Regions from separate parts of the Mus musculus genome. Here all the other regions are linked to region 1. The links are chromatin contacts, called in public HiChIP or PLAC-seq maps. All regions are on one chromosome and are shown on one strand. The core of a region is the stretch at or near the end of the contact, and the rest is flanking DNA. Distances in the headings are between cores, read along the strand shown. Region 1 holds the start of Med14 (mediator complex subunit 14). Region 2 overlaps Gm14634 (predicted gene 14634). Region 3 overlaps Gm14634 (predicted gene 14634).

What was found. HiChIP or PLAC-seq counts read pairs in DNA pulled down with a chosen protein or histone mark.
Region 2: an H3K27ac HiChIP or PLAC-seq map of microglia shows a contact between it and region 1, with 6 times the contacts expected there. The contact joins the enhancer-like site here to the promoter of Med14 in region 1. A contact is called at or near these places in 1 of 39 promoter capture datasets (macrophages), 12 of 484 Hi-C or Micro-C datasets (the G1E-ER4 cell line, LSK cells, embryonic fibroblasts and 5 more), 7 of 115 datasets of contacts at active chromatin or transcription factors (the SCID.adh cell line, embryonic fibroblasts, embryonic stem cells and 3 more) and 3 of 9 other capture datasets (adipose tissue, liver and pancreatic islet).
Region 3: an H3K4me3 HiChIP or PLAC-seq map of the SCID.adh cell line shows a contact between it and region 1, with 17 read pairs. The contact joins the enhancer-like site here to the promoter of Med14 in region 1. A contact is called at or near these places in 1 of 39 promoter capture datasets (macrophages), 7 of 484 Hi-C or Micro-C datasets (CD4 T cells, CD8 T cells, the N1E-115 cell line and 4 more), 7 of 115 datasets of contacts at active chromatin or transcription factors (the 230-238 cell line, CD8 T cells, the SCID.adh cell line and 3 more) and 3 of 9 other capture datasets (adipose tissue, liver and pancreatic islet).

Annotation. Positions count from the first base shown.
Region 1 is chrX:12,760,423-12,763,595 of GRCm38.p6, reverse strand. Med14 (mediator complex subunit 14) reads left to right here and starts at 1,623. Exons shown (of 31, transcript NM_001048208.1): 1 at 1,623-2,129. The coding sequence starts at 1,897. It overlaps Gm14634 (predicted gene 14634), which reads right to left and starts at 1,318. Exons shown (of 5, transcript NR_045852.1): 1 at 610-1,318.
Region 2 is chrX:12,811,579-12,814,751 of GRCm38.p6, reverse strand. The region is part of intron 2 of Gm14634 (predicted gene 14634); the gene reads right to left. Among named protein-coding and RNA genes, the nearest start is that of Gm14634, 51 kb to the right of the region's middle. Within about 2 kb of position 1,506, at least 37 of the 459 cell types and tissues checked have an H3K27ac peak or open chromatin away from gene starts, as enhancers often do. A contact at or near this core is called in the G1E-ER4 cell line and microglia, where this site is marked.
Region 3 is chrX:12,793,283-12,796,455 of GRCm38.p6, reverse strand. All of the region lies in intron 2 of Gm14634 (predicted gene 14634), which reads right to left. Among named protein-coding and RNA genes, the nearest start is that of Gm14634, 33 kb to the right of the region's middle. Within about 2 kb of position 1,570, at least 3 of the 459 cell types and tissues checked have an H3K27ac peak or open chromatin away from gene starts, as enhancers often do. A contact at or near this core is called in the SCID.adh cell line, where this site is marked.

The DNA of each region.
Region 1 (3,173 bases), core at 374-2,873:
TGTTACATAGCGATGTTAGTTAATATCCCAGATATAGAATAACATCTCCTACAGATAAGAGTGAATTTTAGTTGGACATGAGGTGCACACCAATAATCCCAAATACTTAGGAGACTGAGGGAGGGGATCACAAGTTATCATTCTAATTTACATAGCAAGTCCCAGGTGAGCCTATGTCATTTAAGGAGAACCCAACTCAATAAAAAATAGCTGGGGATATAAAGGCAGAATGTTTGCCTACTATAGGCAAGGATTTGGTTGGATTCAATCCTTAGTCCTGCAAAAGGCAATGTTGTGGCAGGAGGTGGTGGTATATTCTAGCTGTCACCACAAAGAATAAAGTATGAGAGGTGATCAAAGTCAATGAGTCCGATTTGTTCATTCGGGAGTGTATTCATGCACTGTACCCCATAAACATATGCAATTTAACACTGTACCCCATAAATACATGATTTATCAATCTGAAAAATGGATGAGGTAGTGGAGGAGCTTGTGATCCCAATTACTTTGAGCTCAAGAGCTAAAAAATGCCAGCCCCGACAACACAGTGAGACCAAGAATCAAGAGCACTGCAATTGTACAAGTGGAGAACAAAGAGAATTGTCTAACCTTACGATCAGCATGAGCATCTGTTACACCTGCGAGAGATGAAGCTGCAAAACGATGTTTAGGTAGGGTCACAAAAATAGACGCTTTTAACAGTTAATTTTTCCGTGACTTGTGCGTGAGAATAGCTAGGTTACTAAACAAAAAACAAAAATAAACGCACACAAAAAAACTTTCGAAGCCCAGACATCACGAAAGACCAATTGCTTCCGAATCTATGGAGGTGGAGGGAACCCACAGACATGTTTAAAGGCTTGCAGTTCGTTTCAAACAGAAGCCAAGATTAGAAAACAGACAAAACATGTGGATTTTGGGAGAAAGAGGCTGTAGTTGGAAAGATGAAAACCCAGGCAGGATAGGGCGGCTACTGCAAGGGCAGGGACAAAAGCCAAGAACACCAGCAAAGGATTTAAGGACTACATGTGTTTCAATGTTGGGCTTTGGGTGACAGCAAAGGCGCGGCACACAGGAGACTGCATTCAAATGACGTTATTGTGTCGTTGCTCTTGTCCCACAATTGACAAAAAAAAAAAAGGAAAAAGGAAAAAAAGAGACTGTAACGTTTTCTCCCACGCGTCGCGCCAGGGTCGCCTATGGGCGGAGCGTGCGTTGGACAGTCACAGCGCGCGGTCGCCGCAGGCCGCCTTTTTGGGGCCCCGAGAGGAGAGACGGGTGGTTTCTCCGCCAACCCTTCTCCGTTCACCGTCCCGCTGCGGTCGCCTAGGCGGGGAAAAAGAGCGCTTAGGGACCACTGACGTTACTGTGACGCGGCCGCTGGACTGGCGGCGCGGCTTCCGGCGCCTTGCGCCCACCCCCCTTTCCGCTTTCCCGCCCACGCACCTCCTGGCTCCGCCCCTCTCCCACGCACCCCCTCCTCCTGTCCCCCAGAACAGCACAGCGCGGGGAACGGTCGCAGGTTGCCTTTGGAAAGGGCCTCCCGCGGGTTCCCCTTCCGTTCTGCCTGGCGACTTCCGCTCTCGGCCCAGCAACATGGACGCTATAACCCGCCGGCCGGGCGGCCGCTGAGCAGTCGCGGAAGCTTCCCCACTTGAGTGGCGGCCGGCCCGCCTCTCTGCCCTCCCGCCCCACGCTCGCCTCCCTGCGGCCGGCCGGCCCGGCCCTACATGGGGGCGGGCCTCCGCAGCTTGGGCTCGGCTTCCTGTTCAGAGGCGGCCTGGCGCTAGGCGGCGGCCACTCTGCCCGCGCCCGCCTCGGTGCGGTCACCGAGCCCGGGAGGAGGCTCCAGGGCCGCATCTCAGGCGGTTGCCCCGAGCCGGGCTGTACGCCGCCATGGCCCCAGTGCAGCTGGACAACCACCAGCTGATCCCTCCTGGCGGCGGCGGTGGCAGCAGCGGCGGCGGAGGCAGCAGCAGCGGCTCCGCGTCTGCCCCGGCTCCCCCGCCGCCCGCAGCCGCTGTGGCGGCGGCAGCTGCGGCGGCAGCTAGCCCTGGATACCGGCTTAGCACGCTCATCGAATTTCTGCTCCACCGGGCCTACTCGGAGCTTATGGTGTTGACGGACTTGTAAGTGCTGCGAACCCATGCCTGCTTCCCGGCTCCTCACTTGCCCTTCCCGCCTTCAAGAGAGGCTTATGCTTGCCATTTACTGAGCTAGGCTGCTGAGCGTAGAATTTGGAAATTCATGGGGTTTAGGTTCTGGGGACAGGGAGGAGGTAACTATTGGGGATCTGGTTGACGATGAAAGCACGGAGACTGGTTAGTTTCGCATGTTAACACTTGCGCTGAAGATTGTCTTTGGGATTTTTGTCTTGAGTTCCCAACAGAAGTGTATTAATTTCTATGTGGAATATTTTCTAAAAACCTAAGTCGAAGAGTAAGCATTGAGGACTACGTAGAATTCGAACTGAACGGGATTTTCAACGAAGGGAAATGTTTTACATCTTTTTTGACAATGTTTTAAATGAAGGTTGCAATTGTTTCTCTTAAAATGCCGGAGGTCGATTCTGTGTAAAACAATTACATTATAAATTCTGATTCTTTCTGCAACATTTGAAAGCGTGTTAAGTCTTTATGGATGTAGTGAAAGTAGAATACTTTTTTTCTAATGAGCCTCCGGGTTTCAGTCTAGTTACCTATGAAATGCCTTGGGGCGTGATTAGGGTGTTAATACCTTCAGAGTACAAGCCGACTACACGGATGGTTCACTATGTGAATAAAAGGTACTAGGAAAATTTGAAACTCTTTAGCATCTTCTACCTGAGGTCCATAAAAGTTTTCTTTTTACCTATTGTTAGGCTCCCTCAGGTTTCCAGGGAAATACGTTAGTATGTAGACGCTAGGATGTATCTTGCAATACTTTGTTACTGGAGAATTACATTGTACATGACTAAAAGAATTAGGGCGGGCTTCACTTACTCTTGTAAAACATTCCCTTTCAGTTTTGATGTACAATATTTTATTGAATGAGACAAAGCTTAACCTTATCAAAAGTGGTGGCGGTATTACTATTCTCCTTACTATTGAGACGGGGTCTTCCTGTGTAATCGGGCTGGTCGCTAACCTTCAGTTCTGGCTCAGCCGCTTTAGTGTTGGGATTACAAGTATGAG
Region 2 (3,173 bases), core at 257-2,756, 51 kb before region 1:
GAGAGGCAGAGAGGCAGAGAGGCAGAGAGGCAGAGAGGCAGAGGCAGAGGCAGGCTGGTCTCTGAGTTGGAGGCTACATAGTAAAACCCAGTCTAAAAAAAAAAAAGAAAGAAAGAAAGAAAAGGTAAGCAAAAAAGAAAAAACGGGGTGGCTGGTGAGATGACTCAGTGGTTAAGAGCACTGACTGCTCTTCCGAAGGTCCTGAGTTCAAATCCCAGCAACCACATGGTGGCTCACAACCACCTGTAACGAGATATGACTCCCTCTTCTGGTGTGTCTGAAGACAGCTACAGTATAATTACATATAATAAAGAAATAAATCTTTAAAAAAAAAAGAAAAAATGATACTTCCAAGATAAAATGGCAGGTTAGAAATTTCCTCTGAACGGCTCTGCATATAGCAGGAGTCGAGAGAACAAAGATCAGGTTGCCCCGGTTGAGAGAGAACATCTCCAGTCAAAGAGACCAAAGGGAGCTTCCCAGAGCAAGCAATGAAAGAAATTCAGGAAGAAGCAGGAAGATGCCCTCAACCCAAGCCCCACTTTCCTGAGAACTCAAGGCCACACAGCACAGCCTAAATCTGGAGAGAGCAGATAGCCTCAAGGAAAACAGTTATCAAGGCCAACACCATACACCCAGCTAAGAGTAGGGGATAACCTTGCCTGCAAACATGGAGCTCCAAGAGAAACCCATTGCTCGCAAACCTGAAATCTAAAATAGGGATTTGATGCTGTGAATTTGATGCAACTGAGAATTCCATCACATAGCTCCTCACTATCCTGAGACTGAGCTTCTCTTGGAACCTGAAAACAAAGACCAGTCAGTCCCAAGTCGAGCCTGGGAATACCTTGTGTGGTGACTAATACTGTGAGTTTGACAGGATCTAGAATCACCTAGGGCTCAGGCCGCTGGGCATGCTCTCAGGGATTATCTAGAGTAGATTAATGGAGGTGGAAGATCCTCTCCAAATATAGGTAGGTGGTGTCAGTGTTATTCCACAGGCTTGGGGCCTGAAGTCGATAAAAAAGGAGCAAACCAATCCGGCAGGGGTGGTGCACGCCTTTAATCCCAGCACTCTGGAGGCAGAGACAAGTAGATGTCTGAGTTCGAGGCCAGCCTGGTCTATAGAGTGAGTTCCAGGACAGCCAGGGCTACAGAGAGAAACCCTGTCTCAACAACAAAAACAAACAACAAGAATAACCATAAAAAAGGAAGAAGGGGGGGAGGAGGAAGTCAGCTTCCACTCTCTGCTCCTTGACTGTGACTGTGGATACAGTGTGACCAACTTCCTCAGCGTTCTGATGTCATGGCTTCCCCAAGGTGGACTACATGCACATGAACTGAAATAGAACCTTCTTCTTTCAGTTTGTAAATTAAAGTACCCAGTCAGGGTGTCCAAGAGAGGCACAGGCAGTCACGGGATTGGGAGGAGCAGGGGAGAAGCTCCAGCACTAGGGAGCTGGGGGAGTGATAAGAAACTCCACATCTGCGGTGAAGACCGAGTCCTCATTGTGCAAGAGTGCAGGCAATGAGCCTTATAGCCTGTGGGCATCTCCCTGTCACAATGTGAGCTAGATAAGGTCTGAGCAGCAAAATGAAGGCCGGCTGAGTCCCCAGCTTCTCTCCTTCAGGGTATAAGTCCATGCTCTGTTTGATCTCCCTAGCCTGCTTTGCTGTTGCTGTCCAGGCAGGTGGCTTTCTCCTCTAAGTGGTATGAAGTATTGTACCCTGAAGAGAAGGCTGCTCATAAGACCTTTGCATGAAAGAAGAGAGATCCTTTCTAACAGTGGTACAAAGGTCATTAGAAACAGAAGAGAGCCAGGTGTGGTGACACACGCCTTTAATCCCAGCACTTGGGAGGCAGAGGCAGGCGGATTTCTGAGTTTGAGGCCAGCCTGGTCTACAAAGTGAGTTCCAGGGCAGCCAGGGCTACAGAGAGAAACCCTGTCTCGAAAAACCAAAAATAAATAAATAAATAATCAAATAAATAAATAAATAAATAAATAAATAAAATAGAAACATGTCCCATGTTGGGGCTAACTTGATGGTCATTAGGTGAGGTAATCTGTTGTCCACCCTGACAACCTGAGTCCCATCCCCAAGATCCATATGGCAGAAAGAGAAAATTGAATCTTTCAAGTTATCCTCTGACAGTCACAGGATCTACACACATGCACAAATACACACAAAGCAAATACATAAAATGTAGTAAGAAACAAACTAGCAAACAAATAACTGTTGAAAGAGGGCTGGAGACATGGCCTGACAGTGCAGAGCTGGCTTCCAACAGCTGGAAAGAGCATCCCATGGTGGCTCACAACTGTCTGTAACTCTAGGTTCAGGACATCTAGCATCTTCTGGCATCTGTGGGCATCAGACATATATGAAAGTAAAACACTCTCACACATAAAAAATCATTACTTAAAAAAATAAAAGAATGCGAGAATATTTTTTCCACTCTTTATATGACAGCAGACCAAATCCAGGATATATAAAGAGGTAAAAACTTACTGATTTTGAGTACTAACTCAGAACAAATAATCCAGTCAATATATGGTCAGTTATCAAAAGAAATATGAAGAAAGAAAGACATACATACATACAGACAGACAATGAAAAAAATGCTCACCATTCTTAGTCAAGGACCAGTCAATCAAAACAATAGTGAGGTTGTGGTTTATGTGGTAAACACGGCTCAGGGGTAAAGATGCTGATCTTCCAGAAGACCTGGGTTCAATTTCCAGCACTCACATGGCAGCTCACAGCTGTCTGTAACTCCAGTTCCAGGGGATCTGACAACCTCACACAGACATACATGCAGGCAAAACACTAATGCACATAAAACAATAACAAATAAACCACTTAAATATATTACAAAATTAAAAATAAAAAGGAAGGAAGGAATGAACAAATTAATTAATTAATCAATCAATCAATCATGACCAGCTAGCCATCACTGAAAGAAATGTTAAACAAAGGTCTTTGGGCAGAAAGAAACGTCAATCTATATAAAGGAAAAACATAGAAATTGCCCCTAAGTATAGATGAGTGGCTTAGTCTGTTTAGATGGCCATGTAACTGGCTAGTTTACTGTTACGGTTTAATAGGACATGCTATCCACAGGCTTATGCTTTAGGGCCTTGGCTGCCAGAGCATGGGCTTCTCAGGATGGG
Region 3 (3,173 bases), core at 321-2,820, 33 kb before region 1:
CTAGGCTAGGAACTGGAAGAGAGGAAGAAGAGAGAGATTGCCATGAAAGAAAAAGAAAGACCAGACCTAAAGGCCCACCAATATGTAAGAATTAAGGAAAATAACCACATGGGCCACTTCCCCTATTGTGTTTGGGATAGCAGAGATGAAATATAGATTTTAAAAGATATTAACTCAGGAGTACTGGAGGGTAGTGTTTGCTAGCAGTGGAAAGGATTAGAAATGCCCAGCCATTTAAGCTAGTCAAGGCATATTAAAAATAACTGGTGTGTGTGTGTGTGTGTGTGTGTGTGTGTGTGTGTGTGTGTTTCATTCGAGAATCCAGATAGCTCTTGAGCGGGTATGCGGGTGCTCTGGAATGGGAGTACAAAGTGATTAGCTAACTACAGGTACAGACATGGTCTCATTATATAGTTCAGGTTGGCCTTGAACTTATTATGTAACACACACCTCCTGATACCTCTGTATCAGATTCCTCAATTCTGGGATTGCAGATGTGTGCTATTATGCCCGGCTTTCTGAGGGACCCTAGGGAAAAACATCTTTCCTGGCCTCTTGAGGCTCCAGGCAACTCCTGCATTCTGTGGCATTCTGTGCATACCCCGCAGCTCACTGTCACCTGAGAACAGGGCCTCCTTCCTCCTGTGTGTCTCTGTTGTCTAAATCTCCTTCTTTCCCTTATAAAGACATGGGCTGGAGAGATGATGGCTCAGCAGCCAGGTAAAGGTACCTGTTGCCAAGCCTGATGACCTGGGTTTAATCACCAGGACCCACATGTTAGAAGGAGAAAACCAACTTCTTCAGGTTGTCTTCAGACCTCCACATGTGTGCTGTGCTGTGAGTGATCTCTCTCTCTCTCTCTCTCTCTCTCTCTCTCTCTCTCTCTCTCTCCTCTCATGCATATTAACTAAAACGGTTTAAAGAGATAGCAGCCACCCTATTCCAGTGTGACTTCATCTTAACTGAACTATACCAACTGTGGTGAACATATTTTGAGGAGATAATATATGATTTTCTATGCTGTCAAAGAATCACCACAGACTTAGCAAGTAAAACAACAATGATTTCTTTCTAGGTCACAAGTCCAGACAGGCTCAGACGATTTCTCTGCTTCAGATTGTACAAGGCTGAAATCTATTTGCTGGTAAACCTCAGCTCTAATCTAGTTGGTACGAGGTAGCCTCAGAGACAATCTGGGCTAAGTGAGACTGTCTCAAAAAAAAAAAAAAAAGTCTAAAAACAATGACCAGGAAAAAAAAATTCGAAAGGGGATAGAGAGATGGCTCTTCCAGAAAACCTGGTACCTCTACTTCCACACCCATTTAGGTTGGCAGAATTCAGTTCCATGCAATTTTAGTTTTGAAATCCTGAGTTGCTTGCTGGCTGCCACCAGGGGTCATGCTTAGCTTCTAAAGGGTACTGTGATCCTTGCACATGGCTTCAAGTAATTGGCAGCATGTCTTTCTTCTGTTTCAAACCCGACTTTACTTTCTGTTCAACCCTGTAAACATGCACACACACATGCAAACCAACCAAATCAAAATAGGCTCATGGTGGTGCATAGAGGCTCACACTGGCAATCTCTGAACTTGGGAAGCAGAGGCAGAGGGTTTCCACAAATTTGAGGGCAGTATGGGTTAAGTGAGACTCCACCACCCTCAAAGGCTAAAAACAACAACAGGGGCAAAAATCCAAAAAAGGGCTAGAGAAATGGCTCTTCCAGAAAACCTGGGTTCAATTCCCAGAACCCACATGGCATCTCACAACCATCTGTAACTCCAGTTCTGAGTTACATGGGATGATCAAAGAAAGCAGGTCACTCCAGGATGAAATGTGGCCTTGAAGGCAGCAGGGAGGTCCAGCCTCTGATGGACTGAACCTCAAACTACTGTATAGAAGCATAGTCATTGATTATCTCACAAAGTTGCTTTGGGGGTAAAATAAGTTTCTCATATCAAATCTATAGTTCTTGAAGGAGCACCTCACAGTCTCTGTCCTTACTGTGCACTGTTTGCAGCACTCAGTTATGCAGGATGTTCCAGGTGTGCCAGGACCGTCTTCTGACTAAAGCATGCAAAGGTTGTAAAGCGCCCGCAGGAAAACAACTCTGGAAACCAGAGAAAACCATCACTATTTTCTTTGTTTTTTTTTAAAGATTTATTTATTTATTATATGTAAGTACACTGTAGCTGTCTTCAGACACTCCAGAAGAGGGGATCAGATCTCGTTATGGATGGTTGTGAGCCACCATGTGGTTGCTGGGATTTGAACTCTGGACCTTCGGAAGAGCAGTCGGGTGCTCTTACCCACTGAGCCATCTCACCAGCCCTCATCACTATTTTCTACAACAATTTCTTAAAGGTCGAAGAACTTCTAGAAAACAACAACTTCATTCTGATGTTCACCTAAGATATAATGACTCTACAACTTATTTTCCCTCTATAGTATCCAATGCTCTCTTCTGGTCTCTGAGGGCTCCAGGCATGCACATGGTGCACAGACTGGGGAGGTGGAGGCAGGAAGATCCTGAGTTCCAGGACAGCCTGGTTATTTGAGACCCCGTCTAACACATATCCTACCCACCTAAGAGGCACTAGGCTAAAGCAGTTTTAAAACCCAGCTGAGTAACTCCTTTAAGTGTTGAGACTGGTAAAAAAAAAAAAAAGCCTCACGACTCCCAGTTTTGCCCTTAGGCCTTCTGGCTCCTCCCTTTGAGTCATCCTTTTTTTTTTTCCATGAAAGGTAGAAAGTATTTACATCCTGAGTAATTTCATTTTATGTATATGTGTGTACAAGTGTGTGGGGGTACCTGAGATCAACCTTAGCCATCATCCTTACGATGGCCACCCATCTTGTTTTTTAAGATAGGATTTCTCACTGGACTGGTTTGCCACGTAGGGTAGCCTGGCTGGCTAGTCAGCCGGAGGGGTCCTTCTGTCTTGGCCTCCCCAGCACTGAGAGTGTGCCACCATGTCTGGCATTTTTACATGGGTTATGGGGATCAAATTCAAGTACTCATGCATTTTACTGAGCTATCTCCCCAGACCTACAGACATTTCTCCTAATTTTTCATGTAACTTGTTTGAAATCTGAAGTTGTGTTTTTCAATCCTCAAGACAAATACATAAACCTTAACATACCTCCAATTCCTCTTCCAATTTTACATATTAGTA